2 separate regions of the Pan troglodytes genome follow, and region 1 is linked to region 2. Evidence: chromatin contacts called from public capture Hi-C data. All regions are on one chromosome and are shown on one strand. Each heading gives the region's core, a stretch centred on a gene start, on an enhancer-like site or on the middle of the called end of the contact. The rest is flanking DNA. Distances are from core to core; before and after follow the strand shown.

The links. Capture Hi-C pulls out chosen DNA fragments and counts their contacts.
Region 1: a contact with region 2 is called in a capture Hi-C map of stem cell-derived neural stem cells, with 3 times the contacts expected there. The contact joins two enhancer-like sites. A contact is called at or near these places in 2 of 7 Hi-C or Micro-C datasets (induced pluripotent stem cells and stem cell-derived neural progenitor cells), 1 of 1 datasets of contacts at active chromatin or transcription factors (stem cell-derived excitatory neurons) and 1 of 1 other capture datasets (stem cell-derived neural stem cells).

The regions. Positions count from the first base shown.
Region 1 is chr5:102,282,695-102,286,551 of NHGRI_mPanTro3-v2.0_pri, forward strand. All of the region lies in intron 1 of BACH2 (BTB domain and CNC homolog 2), which reads right to left. Among named protein-coding and RNA genes, the nearest start is that of BACH2, 11 kb to the right of the region's middle. Within about 2 kb of position 1,672, at least 15 of the 24 cell types and tissues checked have an H3K27ac peak or open chromatin away from gene starts, as enhancers often do. A contact at or near this core is called in induced pluripotent stem cells and stem cell-derived neural stem cells, where this site is marked.
Region 2 is chr5:101,948,870-101,952,584 of NHGRI_mPanTro3-v2.0_pri, forward strand. It overlaps BACH2 (BTB domain and CNC homolog 2), which reads right to left. Exons shown (of 7, transcript XM_016956004.4): 5 at 82-1,674. Among named protein-coding and RNA genes, the nearest start is that of GJA10, 64 kb to the left of the region's middle. Within about 2 kb of position 1,487, at least 10 of the 24 cell types and tissues checked have an H3K27ac peak or open chromatin away from gene starts, as enhancers often do. A contact at or near this core is called in induced pluripotent stem cells and stem cell-derived neural stem cells, where this site is marked.

The sequences.
Region 1 (3,857 bases), core at 422-2,921, 330 kb after region 2:
AAATTCAGTTGCTTTGACTACAAAATACAAAAAGCAAAGGCTCTGGGATAAGACCACTGTGATACGAAGCTAAGATAGTGATCTCTGATAGTCTGGCCAAACTGCAGCAAAACCAACCAAAACTAAACAAAAAACAAAAATGTCCCCATATGTAGACATACGGAAATGGGCTGCAAAAAGATGAACGTACACCTGAATTCCTGGTGACATCTGGGCAGCCCCTCAGCAGGTAGCACAGTTCTTCCTGAGCTAGCTGCTCCACTCTGCTGTTTCCTCTGACTCGCATTTTCTGTTAACCTTCCTCTTGGAATCCTTTGACAATGACTCACAGGGTTATGGGGCTACTCAGCAATACCACAGCCCTCCGCAATAGATGCTGTGTAGGAGGGACGCAGCTCAGTGGATTGTAGTCTGCACCAGTATTTTCCTTTCTGCATTCAGGGAGGATTTGCTTTTCAGCCACATTTCCCTCAAACACAGCCCCGACAGGAGATGCTTAGTGCAGAGATTTCTAAACTATGAAATGATCTGAGTTTGGCTCCTTAATCATAATGAAACTAAAAACAGTAAGATGAGAAAACAACAGGGGGATCATCATTCCTACAAAAAACAACTTTATACTTGGGCAAAATCAAGAGATTAAAAAAAAAAAGCTCAAACTAACATTTTCCAACCTTTCACTAAGAGCAAGGGCTAAAACCACATGTTTTGAAGGTCTTGCACTGTGTTATTATTAGAAGTCACAATTCTATTGATACTGATGAGTCATTCGTATCGGCGGAAACCAAGAACTTCCATCAACATCATGTTACACACAGTCACTGTGGCTTTTCTTTATTACTGGTCAAAGCTGCTTCAGAATGCTTATTGAAACTTAAGAAAAAGGAGGCAAACTCCTCAAGGGTGTGCAAAGCTTTCCCTTCCCCAGCTGATCTTACTTTAATCATCCTTTTTCAAGACAGTTTATGATGATTGGATCAACTTGTATCTACAAAAGGAAGTTTATTTAGAAGCCTCAGAAAAGCAACATTTCACACTTTCCGATGAAAATAAGCAAAACTGAACTCTGAAAACAAACAGTGAAACCATCTCTGAAAATACATGCTAGCTTTAAAATGACCTGAGGTCAAGTTTTTTGTTTTGTTTTGTTTTTTAACCTCAATAACAGGGAACGGATATAAACAAAAGCTGTCATCACTTAGGGACTTGAGCCACATAAAACAATGTCAGGCTAGTCACTTGCACCCTCGCCCCTGCTTCCCTACTCAGGACACACTGCTTTGCACTGAGGGAGAAGTGGGTCAGGTTTCAGTTACGCCAAGAAAGCCTAACTAAGTTAAAGGTTTATGAAAACTCTTTCTGATCTTAGTAGGAAATAACAGCACATTCCCTTTTCATTTATTATCAGCCCCTTTTGCCTCTCCCCTTAAATATTCCCAGAAAAACAAAGTGAAGCAAAAAAAAAGTTTTCCTGAGGCATATCCAGAAATGCTATGAATCTTTATGCAGTCCCTACAAAGGTAGAAATTTGTCCAATTTTCTCCCCTGCAGCCAGAAGGCTGTGTCTGGCTGCTGGCAGGAGAAGAGGACCCAGCTCAGCAGTGACCACAGATCTGAAAATAGCCTCCCAGTAGCTAACCAGCCCAGCAGCCTGGAGCTCTCCAAGGGCGGTGCTGGTACTATGGGCAGTTTACAGTGCGGCCAGCTGAGTGCTGCAACAGCTGCATGAGTCAGCAAGCACTGCTGGTAGGAAAGTGCTGACATGCTAAATTACTCTCGTGTACTTGAGGTGCACACACCTACCTGGCAAAAACAAAAACAGGGTACATGCAAATTAGCAAACGGGAACCTCTCTACGCTTGCAGTTTCTATTTTCCAAGGTTAGATCAAAAATATAAATAATCTATGCCACTGCTCAAAAAGAAGTAACAACTAATAATAATTAATCATGGTAATAAACAACTCACTCTCAGTGTTGCTATGTGTGGAACAGCTGCACTGAAATCTCACGAGCCAGTTAATTTTAACTGGTTTTAATTTTAACTAGATTTAACTGCTTTTCCTCCCTTCTGAAAAATCAAAATAGTTACCATATCGACCACAAGAACTGGTAACAGACAAGCACAGTTCCTGTTTTTCAGAGGGGACTAACTTTCAAACCCACAATATCAAGACGCTTAACATAAGTGGAAATTTAAAATGTACTGTTTAATGTGGGAGATTTAAAACCTGTACGCTAATTGAGATCTCATGTGCCAGGCTTTGTCTGACAATGCCTCTCATTCATCTCTGTTCTCTCGTTTTATACGGGACCTAAAAATCTGCAGGAACACTGGTTGTCTGGAACTGAGAATACATTTTCCCACAGAAACAGGGCCAGGCCAATGAGCTAGGATTCCTTGATAGTCCGTGAAAATGTCTTGAACTTAAAATATGAGAGGTTAAATTTATAATCTAAAAAGAAAATGATACTACAATGATAGTTCCAAAACCATTTAAAAGAAAACACTCTTGATTAACTGTGTTTGAGGAAATGTCTAATTACAGGAGGATGAAGGGACACAGTCTTCCAAGTGACACTTTCAGACTTCAACTTTAGGGTCATTCTGGTTCTCTAACACGGTTTCAATTGATAGTTTCATTTAAAATGCATGGAATTCTCTTACTTTCGCATAAAGTATTGTTAGAAAAAAAATCTTTATACTTACTGGTTTTAAGTACTGTTTTGTTCTCCAAAAAAAAAAATTGAGAGTTGGAAAACAAAAAAGGAGGAGAAACAAGTACAAAGAGGGGGTACTAGAGAGAGGGAAACAAATTAAGTCTGGAACAAAGAAAGACACGGAGTATAACTAAACTGCAAAAACAAAGGAGAGGTAGGAACTAGAGGGCAGTTCCCCGCTAGACAGTGTGTTCCCAGAGAAAGAGGACTCTTCATCATACCCAGCTCCGGAGGTGACAGTGGAGTCCTGCAAGACAGTTCCACAGACTGGCACTAGATGGAGCCATCAACTCAACATAGCATGGTTGCTGGAGAAGGGTATGGTGGGGGAGAGGTGGGACTGAAGGGCGTTGACTCTACAGCCAGGTATTTACCTGGCAACAACTCTATCTAAAATAAGTATAGTTTCATTAATCAACCAACTCTCCTAATGTCCAGATGTCACCACCATGCTGACACCACTATGCCTGTGGTATGTCAAATTGGGACACACCGATTTTGAAATAAATATATCAATTCAATTTGTATCAATGCAACTGGGGTGGGGAGGTAAGTGAAGTTGGATCTGCTGCTTTTTTTTTCTTCTAAAATTCAACATGCAAAGATAATACAGAATTTCAGGTTCACTGCTACCGAATAACAAAAATCCCTAACCATAAACCAAATGGCTTTCCCTGGAAGCTTTGTTTAAATGTTAAATAACATACCATCTTGCTATAGAGGTTTATGTGATCAACTCCAATGTATGGCAAGAGGCGGGAAATGCTCACTGACAAATGTATTATTAAAAATAATCTTCTCTTTGTATTTTAATACTACTTTGATTTATATACTGTAATCCATTTGCCTATATTCTCTGCCTAGGGTTGTGTTTATTTATCACGAGCCCTCTCTTCATTCAGAAATGGTCTCCTATCACCAGGTTACCAGTGTGCGAAGTTCTATTGTTTTTATCTTTAGGGTTTTACTTCTTTGGCTTTGTCTCCTATTAACATGCTGATGCTTCAGAAAAGTAACACATTAAGTATGCTCAGTTACTTATATATTAGTAAAACTGTGTTCATAAAATCTTTCTCTGAGATTGGTTTTGGAAGGGAAGGACAAGGACTAGTTGAGGGGACTGGGTGGCCAAAAGGTA
Region 2 (3,715 bases), core at 237-2,736:
GGAGTGGTGGGGGGCAGGGAGTAGTCCAGATAAAGGGCCTAGAGAGTGGGTCACATGCTTGAATTTATGTGGGTTCCCTACCTCCTGGCCCCTGTCCTGCACAGGACACGACTCACTGTCTGCTTCCGAGAACGATCCGGATTCGTCGCTGGAGTTGGTTCCGTAAGACTGCTCACATTTAATTTGGGGCCGCACTTGGTTGTACATTCCATCTCCCATCAGGCCTGGTTCCTGATGTTCTGTGGCAAGGAATCTGGCTCCCTGGGAACAGGGCGAGGAGGAGAACTCACAGAGAGGGAGGCTGCAGGGTGAGCCCCCGCTCCCGTCCTCCGCGTAGGAATAGGAAGAGCAGGAGCTGGAAGTCCTGGTCCTGGTCTCCAAGGGGGGTGAGCGAGGGCAGACTTTGATTGGCACCGGGCAGCTGGTGTTGGGCCGCATCCTTCCTGGCAAGTGGTCGGCCATCAGCCCACCGTGGGAGTAGGCCTGCGAGCTGGGGAGGGACTGGCCAGCTCCCACCCACAGACCCTTTGGCACCGGCTCAGAGAGGTCTTTGTCCAAACTGCTCACCCCAGAATAAGAATGCACCGAGGTGCTCACTTGGTCACAAGCGCTGGAGGAGAAGATCACGCTCCTCCGGTCCAGCTCTCCCTCCTGTTTACAGAGAGCCTCCAACCCAGGCCCCCTGAGGGGCGACCCCATGGTGAAGTTGGACACCTCCTTCTGGCCCACGTGGGGCTGTCCATAATTCCCTGTGAAAGGGGTGTAGTCAGTTTTAAGGTCACCCTGAGTGATCCCCTTGTCAAAAGGGCAGGCTGCACTCCTGGCAAAGTGCTGCTGAGACGTACTGGGCAGGCCAGACAGCTCCACACTTTTCGTTATGCTGAACAGAGACCTTAAGCAGGAGGGCGAGGCCACGCTCCTGGATCTCTCCAGGCAGGCGGCCCCAGCTGGGGCCGTGGGGGTAGGGGCAGGGCTGGGCTGTTTCCGGTCCATCTCGACATCCCCCGCTCTGTCCTTGGCGTCAGGCTCATCTCCAGACAGGCAGAGCGTGATGCTCTCTTCCTCATTCTCTTCACTGGGCGGCTCACTTTTAATCTGCCCCCTGGCAAGCCCCGGCTTGAGGCTGTTGCTAGAGTTATCTTCCCGGAATGTGCTTGCAAAACCTGAGGTACTGTGTGATGATGCATTATAGACATTCTTGGTACATGCAAGCTGGTATTTCTTGTATCTGGGGTACTGCGTTAACGCGTCCTTTTCTGAGCTCTCCTTGGTGTCTGTGGGCACGTCAGGCTCGGGCAGCAGGGCTTCTTCCTTCTCTGCTACGGGGATGGCGGCGGCCTCAAAGCTGATGGGCTCTGGAAGCATCTGGTCCCTGGGGCAAGCCATCTTGGCCGTCTCTGAATCCATCGTCTCCTCCTCTTCATCCTCCTCCTCTCCTGCAGAGTTCTCGCAGTCCTCGTGTGGGCGCTGGCACGCAGCATCCTTCCGGCACACAAACAGGCCATCCTCACTGTTCAGGAGCTGGGTCTGCAGGAAGCTGAAGCAGGAGTCCTCGAGGTTGTGCATGCGCAGGAACTCAGCACAGCGGATGACCTCGCGGATGTTTTCTCTGCTGAGTAACAGCTTGGCAGTGTAGGCAAACTGTAACAGCGGCCCAAAGCCCCTGGCCGTGACCTGCAAAACAAACAAGGAAATCGCCAACATTACCATCAGCACTGCTATTGTCCCGAATCCCTCAACTGAAGCAAGATAACCAGACAGTGCTAATGTCCCAGAATAAAGACTGCAAAGGGGCAGTTAATCTTGTAGTACTGGGTCAGCAATGATTCTGCTTCCAATAATTAGTGCCTGTCTCGTGCATGCCACTGTTGTACTCCATCACAGCACAGGCAGAATTGAAAATCACCAGGGTCAAGTGGCTAAACAAGATGACAACGGGTTCAGTGTTTACACTAATGAAATATCCTGGCAAAAATGCACGGTGACAATGGGGAGCCTATTAATTTCCCTCCCAATCAGTCCTGTTGAGAGCCATTCTACACGAGGCGGGAGTGTTGTGACACTTCTTGCAGCTTGCTGGAGCCCAAGAGAGCCTTAACGTTTTCTTGTCAACCACAAAAATGGCAATGTGGCCCTGCAAAAAACTAACTCCAGGGAGTTGTAAAAATAGGTTTTCCTCACTTACAATGTTAAAAGAGACATTAAAACAACTCCTGTTTTGCTCATCCATCACAGTTTCTACTTGAGACTTTCGGTCATCATGTCCTACCTGATCTTATGATGATGATGATCTCATTATCTCACCAGAGATGACAACAATCAAAAGTGGTGTGCTCAAGACGAAATCAACCCCTGGCCCATAATGAATGGGGGTTGCAGAGTTAAATAAACCGGCTCTCATTTAAATGGTTGAAGCTGCTGAGTGGCACAGGGTATGGGCTATTCCTTCCCTAATTATTAGCAGCAGCTTTGCCATGCAGCTGTCTTTTTTTCCTGGTAAATCTTCAGGGGCTAAGCCTACTGTCATTTGCTGCTTATCTGTTATATTTTACAAAGATTGAAAGTGTGCTATTTATGCACAGCTTGCATATGCACACAAACACGTGTGTGCCCACACGCATGCCTGCTCACACACAATGACTTAGACAATTAAGAATATGTTGCCTAAGGCCAATTGTTTTTTCAGATGGAAATGAATTAAACTTGCTGGTGTTCATCAGGGTAAGCTTCCTTACCCTGCACATAAAACCACACATCCTCTAGGTTCTTGCAAGCACTGCTGACCACACAGGAAGGTGAGGCATGTCTACAAATCCTGTACAAATCAAATGAAAGCAGCAATCATGGGGTCCTTGCTAGAGGCTATGGTAGCAGTGATACAAAATTTTAGTGGGGGGAGTGAGTGCACAGCAAGGTGACCTGGTAAACTTTGTAGCTGACTTCTGTGTGTATTAAACTCACTGCAGCATACAGAGCCAAAATTCTTGCAAGGACCTGTAACTGATGTTCAAGATTCAACCTGGACATTCACTCCTTTGGGAGTGCTCTCCAGTCCTCTTAGAGAGAATGAATGACACTGTCCTCTCAGCTCTCATAGCCAGATGAGGAGACGTGCTAGATTCTCCAGGGCAGCACTGATTTCATATCATTGCATTCTTTCCAGTAAGGGAAATTTCTTAGACATGTAACTGAACGGGATTTTAATTGTTAATCTTTTTAAAGTACTCAAGTAAGATTCCATATTAAATTTTTCTGTCAGATGATGAGTCCAGAGATATTTGGTTAAAAAAACAAAACAAAAAGCCATGACTGCTAGACCCACATTATAAATTCTATATGGGCAATCACTGCCATCTCCCTTTTATTATACCTAATTGTGCCTGTTTCTACCATAAGACAGCAAGCTCCTTCAGATCAGGAATGGTTTTGTCTGTCTTTGTAAACTTGCATCTAATCTAACCTGGGGTCTCTCACATGGTAAATACTTGTTAAAAGCTTGTATGTTACCGAATATGTCATGAGTCGAACTGTGTCCTAACATACTACTACTGTGTACGCAAGGTGACAACACAGTGTGTTTAGAGGGTGTTGTCTCAAGTTACTTTTGGAGCAAGACATCATGTAAACCAACTAACTGAACCGATCAACTGATCAAAGGCAGGCAGGCAAGGGTCTTTGTTTGCCCCGTGTCACAGTACCAGTATTAAAAAGGAGG